Linked DNA regions of Xenopus laevis: region 1 is linked to region 2. Evidence: chromatin contacts called from public Hi-C data. All regions are on one chromosome and are shown on one strand. Each heading gives the region's core, a stretch centred on a gene start, on an enhancer-like site or on the middle of the called end of the contact. The rest is flanking DNA. Distances are from core to core; before and after follow the strand shown. Region 1 has its middle 61 kb from the start of plekhn1.S. Region 2 has its middle 11 kb from the start of hes4.S.

Region 1 (5,160 bases), core at 1,243-3,742, 170 kb after region 2:
TGGTCAGAGCACAGAGTGGGAACAGCTTTTCTCCAGTACAACAGCAACATGTGCTCAGCGGCTGTCACTGGCCTGGGAAAGGGGCGAAGTTGTGATATGTGGAGGATTTAGAAGCTAAACCCGCTTGCGTTGGGAAAGCTAAGAGAAAATTGCTTGCAGCAATTTATTATATTTGCTTTTTTTTTTTTTATATAAAGTACTGTAAGACTTTCTGACTTATAGTCCTGTTTTTGTTATACTACAATAATTAGCATGTCTAAATAGCCATTTGTTGTTGGCAGCTCTCGAGTTTTCCTTCGACCAGTAATGTAACTACAGGGCACAGCCTGGGTGCAGCCCCCCCCCCATCCGGAAAAGATCTTTTTGGTGGATTTGCGTGAACCTCCGGGTGGCCTGGGGGGGGTGTGGGCTTTGGTGCGATCTCACCCTCGATAGTTCCGCCACTGCCTTCAACAACTGTACATCTGCAGTTTGACAACATTGATATAAGCTGTGAGCATTTTCCAAAAGTACTGAAAATGTGAGCACTGTCCAAGAGTACTGAACCAAAAGATACCTGGGAAAGGATCTCTTATCCAGAAACCCAAGATCCAAAATCAGAACTATGGGAAGGCCATCTCCCATAGAGTAATTTTTGAGCAAATCATTTTAATGTTTTAATTTTATTTCTCTGTTATAATAAAATAGTACCTTGTACTCGATCCAAACTAAGATGAATTAATCCATAGTTGTGTCAACACAGTCCTGTTGGTATTATTTACCAATACAATAACATGTTAAATGACTTGTTTTTACACGGACACAAATTCACTAAAGCACTAAGTGGCTAACGCTAGCGCTAATTTGCCAGCGTGACGTAATTTCGTTACTTTGTCCATTTACTAACGGGTGCTGGCGTAAATTCGCTAGTGAAGTGGACCTACTCTAGTGCTACTTCGCACCCTTACGCCAGGCGAAGTTGTGCTATGGCAAAGGGACGTAACGACGCTAATTCACTAACTTGCGCATTTTCCTAAACGTTACCTCTTGCACCAGACTTGACTTCGCCACCTCAGACCAGGCAAAGTGCAATAGAGTAGATAACGCTGACGTCTTTTACTTTTTTAAGGGTGATAGGCTGAAAAAGATCGTAAATTTTTTTGGGGGTACCCTCCTTCCTCCCTATATTTTCTACCATATGGCACCTAAACTATACAATGGGCACATGTATAGGGCAAAATAACAACTCTATTTTATTATATGAAGCTTTCGCAGGCTCGTGTAGTGTAATTTATTTGCTGCTACATATACGTCCATTGTACTTTAACTTGGCGCCATATGCAAATTATGCATCGCTAGCGTAACTTCACTTTGCTTGACAAATTAACGCTAGCGCAACTTTGCTACCTTTTGCCTCCCTGAGCGCAACTTCTGATTTTAGTGAATTAGCGGCGCCCACTCGAAACTTCGCCTGGCGAAGTGCGGCGAAGTGCTGCGTAGGCGCATTTTAGCCACTTAGTGAATTTGCCCCAAGGTATGTTGATCTGCATCACATAAAACTCACAAGCATTCTGGATAATAGACTCCTTTCCCAGTCTCCTCATTGAGCCCTCAAGTCTCCAGGATCTGAGTGCAATGGCAACTTCTACTCAGTACGTAACTATAGAGGAAGGTCTGCTATGTAGAAATCCCCACCTCCTAGATGGACTACTACCTGAAAATTTGTGTGTCCGCATCAAACTAGCCACAGCTGTAGGTGCAAGAAAGCAGAGAGGTTGGGATCGCACAGGTGGCACAGTATAGTTAAACCAATGATTCTGTCAATTATAAAGTCACACATAGTGACTTCTCTGTGAGCGTTTTGTGCTGTTGGTGAAATGTCCATGGCCACTGCTTGCAGCTCCATTACTTCAATGGGAAATTCACGGAAGTCCAGGTGTGAGTACTTTTCCTCCAAATAATGTATTGGGCATTAAATACCAGTCAGGGTCCCACTTGCCCCCTGTCATGGTAAGCTCTGTGTGTGCTTTTCTGCCAGCTTTTTCTACTTTGGTGACTGTAGGAGTCGATCATGGGTGTTTCTTCACCAACCAAAAAACACAGGTGGAGACAACCCTACATGTGACATTAGCCTTATGCTCTTCCAGTAACTGAAGTTGAAAGGGGAAGAATTAAAGGTGCTGGATGCAGGTGTCCTTAGAACATGACCGTGAGGCTAGCCTCAGTAAAGACTTTCTCCACTTATGTGCACTGACTCAAAAGCAATATATTTTGTGTCATTACTCAAAGATATTATCTTATTTCACTGCTACAGGTTAGTAAATACACCAATGTATACAAATGTTAATTCTGTCATTATCTCAGGGGATGCACTAAATTCCACACTGCTCACAGATCTCTATTCATTGCTCAATTTACACACTAAACATCCACATCTTAAGAAGATAGTGTTGGCTGTATACATAGCAGCCCTTATTTCCACCTGCCAGAGGCCTAATCATCAGCAAAGGAAAGTAACGCTGCTTTGTTCCAAGCATTTGGTGGCCTGCTGCACTGGACTCCATGCCTGCTGCTTCTTTTATTTTGCTATTATGGCAGTCCCATCTAATGAATAAATGTAAACATGTAGATCTCTCTGTTCAGAATAAACTATTATTCTGTGAATATTATAGGGATACAGCGTGAAAAATCTTCCCCCTACACACACCTACACACTTGAGCATATTTTCCTCATTTTCGTCATCAGTTTTTCCTGATTTGATTGTAGGGAAGCTCAGACCTGACCAAACTTTAAAATTATGTTTCAATACTGTTTGTTCATTCCCTGTATGGCCACATTTGGAGTAGGCCAGGTGACTGCAGTGCAATATAGTAATTGGCCAGGTAGTGAGTAGTTTGTGTGGATAGTGTGCAGGACTCTAGGTTGTGTTTTCCAGTGCAGACAGTGGGCCCTGAGTGTCCACCTGATTCCATGTGGGAATCTATTGCCTCAAGTGACAAACCATCAGTGTTATGTGCTTATAAACACTTGTGCAATTGAGGTGTCGTGTCTGATGCCAATTACTTTGCAATCAGAGGCTAAAGATGAATTTTTAAGGAATGGTATATGTTGCCCATATAGGCAATGGTAATACATTTGCCAGCTGTAATAAGTTGATTAAATCAGGAAGAATATGAAATGATCTGAAGCCCGAAAATACTGGGGAAACTCATTCTCTCTGTACATATTTCTGCTTTATTACAATGCGGGACAGTTTCAAAAGAAAAATGTTTATTAGCAAATATTTTTTGCCTGTTAAAAATGACACTCATTTTAACATTAAACGTGCTGTAAAGCTTGTCATATATGCTCAGATTTGGTCAGGAAATCTGTTGGATTTTAGCCATACTGCTGGACTATATGGGCATGTTTGAAACATATCAGATAATCCTGCAATCCTGGTGAATAGAGGGATATTATTCCTGATAGCAAATTTCTGATGGTCAGCTGAAAGGAAGTGAAAAGGTGCCAGAACTCCTCTTTACTTCCTGCTGTTTCAATAATTTAGGCAGTTGGCCCAAACACATCCATACTTGCATGGCCCCTCATTCAATATCCATCTATATGGCCTGTGGGCTAATCAGTCAAAGTACCCGTTGGCATGGGTATGGCCACCTTAAGAGTCTCATTTTACTTAAGTTACAACTAGTAGCACAGGTGACTAAGTACCTATTTTTTGGGAACTAGTAGCAGTGATCCGGGGGTCCAAGGCCCACAGAGGCTGCCAAGGAACCATTTTTTTAAGTTGCAGAGGGCCCCCATTAGGGGGGAACAGAAGGGACAGTGGTTTCAACCTCTAAAAATGGCCCTGGAAGCCACCAAAATCATCCAAAGCTGAAGCCGTGGAAGAGAATGAAGAAGGTGCCGTTGCATAGGAGGAAGAAGACAGTCAGCATACTTTCAGGGTAAATTTCACTGAACACCGTTTTTTTTTTAACTTTAAAAAAAACACAATTTTTTTGTGGTTGGGGGGGACTGGCCACAATTTTGTTTTAACTTGTAGGGTGGCTCTGATCACCAATGATTTTTTTAACTTGTAGGAGGGCCTGACCAACAATTTATTTTTTTAACTTGGGGGGGTGAGGGGGGGCTGTCCACCAACGGGTGTTTAGAACTCATGTCTATGTGCTTTTTTACTGTGGTGTGGGGGTGCGCGGGGTCTGGGGCGGGGCCTGCAGTGGGGGTGAACAGGGTCCAGGAACTTTTGTCATACGGGGCCCCATAATTCCTGGCCCTGGTAGGTGACATAAAGGCATTTCATCTCATATTCATACATTCATCCAGCTTTATGCCAGGCTCTCTTGATGAAATAGAATAACTCTTTTAGTTTATAATAATTAAGCTATAAAATGCATTTAGGAAAAGTGGGGGCAGTGCCAGGTACATAGATGAGAAGGGTAAAGGCACACTCTTCCGTGGTTTTGTGTAGATAGCTTGTTTGCTTTTTCCAAAATGCTGGCATCATAGAACTTATCTTAAATGCTACATTTCCTTATAAGCAAACAAGCTTCAAGTTTGAAATATTTAGTGGACTATACTGTAATTCCCAGTCAATATGTGTGTCTAAAAAGGCCTGATGTAATTCAATTCATCAATATTAAATTTGGTTACAATAAAGTCACCCTAATATGTCAGGGCTAGGAGTGTCCACTCTTTAGATTGTTCTTTAGATTGGAGAGGTTTTACTACCACCTAGTGTCACTTACATAGTAGTGCAACAGTAATACAATTTAATTAAAAAATACTGAAACCAATACTATAAATATTATTTTTAAATGGCTCAATTATTAAGTTCCAATATCATGCAACTATTGAAGCTATATTTGGCATCTTATGTAAAAAAATACATATTAATTTGAGTGGCATGATGGGTCCCTGGGTAGCACTCTTAAATTGTTGCCTTCACTTGGGCAGGGATGGGTGTATAAGCTCTATAAAGCCCTCTGGAATAGGTTAGTGCTATTTAAAAGAAGGTTATTATAAAAAACACTTTTCTTAAAGAAAATGCCCCGCAGGCTAATCGCCTTCTAGTCAGTGAGACATCTGAACAAGGGTGGACAGCCAGGTTGGCAGTTATTTGGATCCTTGGCACTGATTGCAGAGCTGGCTATGTGCTTTTGGCTTTAAGCGTGTATGTTTCT
Region 2 (5,618 bases), core at 2,856-5,355:
TTTTTTCCCCCTCTGAGGCAAATTGGCTCTGGCTTCAGATGGGGTTTTTCGCCTTCCTCTGGATCAACTATTAAATAGGCAGGTTCCTTTTAAACTAAAACATGAACTCAATGGATGTGAGTCCTTTCCAACCTCAATGAATATGAATACATCTACAATTAAAAAAATAGCATCTATTAAATAAATAAAGCTTTTAATACATATTTTATTTGTGTTTTTGCTTTTTTATAGTACCATAGTCCTGTCAGGGAACTTTTGAGATGATTGACACCTGTAGTGCAAGGGAAAGCAGTAACTGAAAAGAGAAGGAATTAAGTGGCAGGGGTGGGAGAAAAATTAAGAGGTAAAAGGAAGGAAGGAGCCATGTCTGGACCTGATCCTGTTGATTTTTACAGAGGCCAGAGTTTTAGTCAGTGTCCAAAGCATTCAAGGACACATTTTCATAATTAAACATCACATAAACACTACATATTGTGTATATAAACATTTAACTGGGATTAGTACATTGTAAGACTGGGTTTTGGTCTTACAGATGTATTAACGTGTCATTATTCATAGTACATTTTGGACCTAGTAGGGACTATCCCATAAAGATACATGTAGGATGTTTTGGGCCTAAGTGGGATTGACCCATAAACATATTGTTGTTTTTTGTACAATTTGGGTTTAGAAAGAACTGACCCATAAATATGTCACTGTCATTAGAATGCTTCTGTCCTGGATGGACCAGCTTATTAACATGCTATTATTTTTATTTAGGGTCTCTATGTATAGAAAGGTATTTGCCTAGTGAAAAAGCTCTATGAGCCCTGGGCCAAAGGGAGGTGTGCATAATTGTAATTATTTATTTATATTTTACCCTAGTACCCTGCTCCCGACGGGTGCACAGCACATCTGCCTCTCTCTGGGACAATAGATATAGGAGGATCCCACCCCACCAGGCTATCCAGGAAAGATCCTTCTGCTAAATGAGGGATATAAACTTACTAATGATACCGCTATTGGACGTGTGAAGCTATTCAGCAGCCCTGGGTCCAAATATTAATCCATAATATTCCAGGTTTTGCTTGCCCTATAAGGAGAGGCATAGTGAGAGAGGCAGAGTATGGGTTAAGCTTATTTATATGCAAGGTACAGCTGTATTAGCTTCTTGGTTCTGTTTGGCCCAGGCCTTTTAAAGGCATTGCTTTAAAATGCTGAACATTGCTTTCCCACACTATTGAATACAGTAGAATGAAGCTGGTCAGGCCACCATACTGCACAAATCTTATTGATCATAGTGTCCATGCCAGCTGATATCCATGAGTATTGAAAACAGGATACTGCTCCTGGGATATGGTGCCATGACAACATGTTTTTATTGGAGCCTGGTGTCCCTTGCACTGGTTTAAACTTAGTGACGCTATAGTACAGTAAGCTCCCAAGAAGTAATCTACTGAGCTAGGGTAGCACAAGAGATATCTGGGACCAATGAACACATCACGTTGCTGTGCTCTGGTGAAAAGCACCCGGGTCTGTGAAAATAACTGGAATGTTGAAGTAAAGAGGCGCCCACCCAAGACTTCTGAATCCAGCAGACCAACAACATGCTCTTTTCACCATGATCCAGATTTCTGACACAGGAAGCTAATGAAATGTATTTGGTCCCCCTTAAATTCAATGTATGATAGCAAATACATGAATGACTGACCCAAAAATCTATAGCATTTATATCTCATAGCTCATAGTATCACTGGGACTGCTCCAGACAAACTAAATAGGAATCAAACTGAAAGTTTATGTTGTTTATTCCTCCTGGCACTGAGAGTACTCTGTAGAATTAAATAGATGTTTAATATTGGGTCCTGGCATTTTAAATACTCAGAGGCCCACACAGCCCCACCCACAATCAGCCCAATATTAAGTCATGGTCTATGGCAGGGTCCCCAACCTTTTTTATACCCATGAGCCACATTCAAATGTAAAACTAAGTTGGGGAGCAACACAAGCTTGCAAAAAGTTCCTGGGGGTGCCAAATATGGGCTGTCATTGGCTATTGGTAGCCCTTATGAGGACTTGCAGCTTACAGGAAGCTCTATTTGGCAATACACAAGGTTTTTATGTTACTAAAACTTGCCTTCAAGCCAGGGATTCAAAAAACAAGCACGTGTTTTGAGGCCATTGGGAGCAACATCCAAGGGGTTGGAGAGCAACATGTTGCTCATGAGCCACTGGTTGGGGATCACTTGTCCATGGCATTCCTTCTGGGTTAGGGCAGTACTGTCACTCTGGGGTTGTGGCCCCCAAATGGTAGCTATTCTCTCCTCCCTCCAGAAAGCTTTAGCTTGATTCCTTCCATAGAATCTTTATTTTGCATTCTTTGCTGCAGTCACAGTGATCCTACCAATAAGCTATGAGACATAAACCCTAATCCAAGCCCAAGTGCAATATGCAAAGTGCAATTTTGGACACAAGTTGCCATGTACCCAACCCCATACCCACAATGCAGTGTTTTATTCCCATAATTCCAGCATAATTGTGGTCATGAGAGGCATTTGCACCTGACGCAATCGCATCAGATGTGTCACAACACACACACAATTCCACCGAAAAGTTGTGGAGTCGGGAGTTTATCATTTCTGGCGCTTGGAGTTGAAATGACGTCTGATTCTTTAGAAGGACACAAATACCTTTATTGAATGGTTTCAACTTGATTGACCTGTGGTGCTTAGTGCCCTTCTGGAGGGGCCAACGAGTGATGAGAGGTCCTCCCCTTCATGGGCATAGGTAGCTGCACCCTCCAAACTTGTGGCCACTGCATGTGCAGCTGAAAAATTCCCCCATCTTGCCACCTGCAATATACATATTGTGGATCCAGCAGGCCCAGGTGCAAACTCATCCCACTCCCACTCCCAGTAGTTGCACCACTGCTCCCCTTAATATAATGAATTCCCCTGTGAGCCAGAGTCATAAACTTATGTGAATGTAACACTGTTTCTAAAAGCAATTATGAGTTTGAAAGCATTCATCAAATTAAATGTTGCATGCATAATATACCACATACATCAAATTGCCCAGGCACATTTATAACATGCCACAGAAAGAGCTTAAAATTAAAGGCGATAATCAATCAATGAAAGCATCTTGCAAATGACTTTAATGTTATATCTGCTGCACAATGTACAGTTTAGATAGGTAATTGAATCAACACATGATCATTTGCTCAATTACAGAATCATACCTCCTAACTATCCCATTTTCTGCAGGACAGTCACGATTTGGACAGCTCAACGTGCAGTTACTGTTATGTCCCGAGTTTCTCTTTGATCTCCTGCACTGATGCCAGAAAAAGGATACAAAGTTCAAATAAGAGGCTTTTTGGCAGAGAGCCCAGAACACTGAGCAGCTGCACTTTGATACATTTGTAAAAATTAAAGTTCAGAAAAGAAAGGATTGTAACAATTTACGATAAGCAGGTCTCTTTGGGAAAATGAGATTCACAGCTTAAAGGGCAATTTCAGCTTCATTAGCAAAACTGTTATTACACATAAAACATGGCCCTAAAACTCTCAGAAATGTGTTCAAATTTTCATAACCTGCCAAATATTGTCAAATGGACATGGTAACAAGGGGGCCTATGCCATAAAATGATTGTGGCCAAAAAAAAATTGAGCCTAATATTTTTGTCCCTATTTATATTTTTCAAATTTTGGGAAGCATGTTTTTGAGAGAGAGAGATGTAAGATGAAAGGGCAGAGATATTCAGGCAGAGAGGGGACCGGAGCAATGTGGATTGGGCACAGGCAATTTACAAAACTATTGTATCTTCTGCGCTTCCCCAGTGTTTTTGAACCAATGTGGGTGTGGTTGGGCAGCATGCCACCCCCTAAAATCCTGCCGTTCCACAAATCTGGGCCTGAGCACCTCATCCGCCGGCTTGCCTAGGGCGCTCATGCAGTGCGGCCCGGCCCTGGATAGATAAGTAAATCAATATCTCATTCTATGCAGAAGCAGCCTGAGCCACTTTCTTGCTATACATTAAAAAACCCACAGGGTGGCACCAGAGTCACGGAAATGTTCACCATTGAACACGAGCGTCATGAACACAATTGCAATATTCTTATTCTCACCAGAGTGTAAAATGTATTTACAAAACCCATGGGGGGATCCTGGCCCCTCCGCCGCCCGAGGCGGCTCCCCCTCCCCCGTGCGCTTATCTTGTTGCGCCTGTGGGGGTCCACGAGGGCAGCAGAGAGGGCCAGTGAACTAGTACAGAGAGCCTGTCTGCGCTCTCTGCCCTAGAAGAGCCGAATTTCCAGTTTGAAAACCGGAAATTCGGCTCTTAAAGTACCAGGAGTGGCATTTTTGCCGCTCCTGGTACCTAGTGGGGCGCTGCCGCCTGACCGTCTCAAGTCGCCTCATTGGCGAATCGCCCCTGCAAAACCCTCATTCTTATAAAGGGGGGGTATAGCCCCAAAACAGATTTTGAAAATAATCATAATAACCACATAAAGACATTCACACAGCATGTCTTCCAATATGCCAGACCACATATTCTTTTTCACCTGAATCCTTAGTGTACAGCAAAAGCAAATCCAAACCCTAAAAGTGACATGATTTTAAAGCACAGAGCAGATGAAAGTGACAATGTTTCCATGTGATTCATTTTTTTAAGAAATTGTGGCTCACATTTGAATTTGCAAAAAAAGCTTCTGGTTGCACTCAAATCACCTGTGAGATTGGTCTTTGTCCAAGTAAAAAATTCTGATAATAGATTCATTAAATCCATAAAAACTGTAACTTGTGCCAGGGCCACTTTAAGGTACCAATGGGCCCAGGGCAAAGATCTCATTGGTGAGCTGCCATAACAATACATTTGTGATAGTACTTCCTTTAGGTATGCACAGTAAATAAATCTCCACTAAAGATATTTTTATTTTATGAAAAATATTCCTTTAAAAATAAAATATATCAACTGATATCAAAGGTCTGCCATTTCAGTCAAAGTTATAATAGATGAGAGATCTAATGTTGGGCCTCATGTTCCAGCTGCCCCTGGGGAAATGCCCCTCTTGTTAAAATGGACTGACTGGCACTTTAATATGTTCAATGTATTTCTGTTGGGGTTGTGCACTATTCTGTTTAAAATGTCTGATACTTCAGACACAAAGTGCCAGATTCAATTCAGTGAGAAAAAGTTGTCTCATGTTATATTACCTTAAAACTCATGGACGAAATTCAATTCAAGAAGTTTTATTTTTTGCCATAGACTTCAAAAAAGTTTTAACGTAATATATCATGAGATAAGTCTTTCTGAATTGAATTGAATCTCAAATTGGATCTCGTCCATGAGTTTTCACATGATAAACCTTTTTCTCACTCAATTGAATCTGGCTTAAAGTATGAAACATAACTTAACAGGCTGGCATTTCATAAAATAAAAAGGACAATAATAACCCTTGTAATGTAATAATTTCCCCACTCTGCATGTTATATAATATCCAGCATTATAGCTAAGATGGCTGATAACTACAATTCAATAAAAGGGCAATTATGAGTGGTGTAACTAGATTAACTGTGTCCCACAGCAAAATCATTCTACGGCTCTCTTGGGAATAAGACATTTATCATAAATATAT

Evidence for each region. A called contact is a pair of places that touch in the nucleus more often than the background predicts.
Region 1: a contact with region 2 is called in a Hi-C map of the XL177 cell line, with 4 times the contacts expected there. The contact joins two enhancer-like sites. A contact is called at or near these places in 3 of 4 Hi-C or Micro-C datasets (the XL177 cell line, the XTC cell line and animal cap).

What each region holds. Positions count from the first base shown.
Region 1 is chr7S:77,304,514-77,309,673 of Xenopus_laevis_v10.1, forward strand. No RefSeq gene overlaps it. Among protein-coding and RNA genes, the nearest start is that of plekhn1.S, 61 kb to the right of the region's middle. Within about 2 kb of position 2,493, at least 1 of the 7 cell types and tissues checked has an H3K27ac peak or open chromatin away from gene starts, as enhancers often do.
Region 2 is chr7S:77,130,791-77,136,408 of Xenopus_laevis_v10.1, forward strand. No RefSeq gene overlaps it. Among protein-coding and RNA genes, the nearest start is that of hes4.S, 11 kb to the right of the region's middle. Within about 2 kb of position 4,106, at least 1 of the 7 cell types and tissues checked has an H3K27ac peak or open chromatin away from gene starts, as enhancers often do.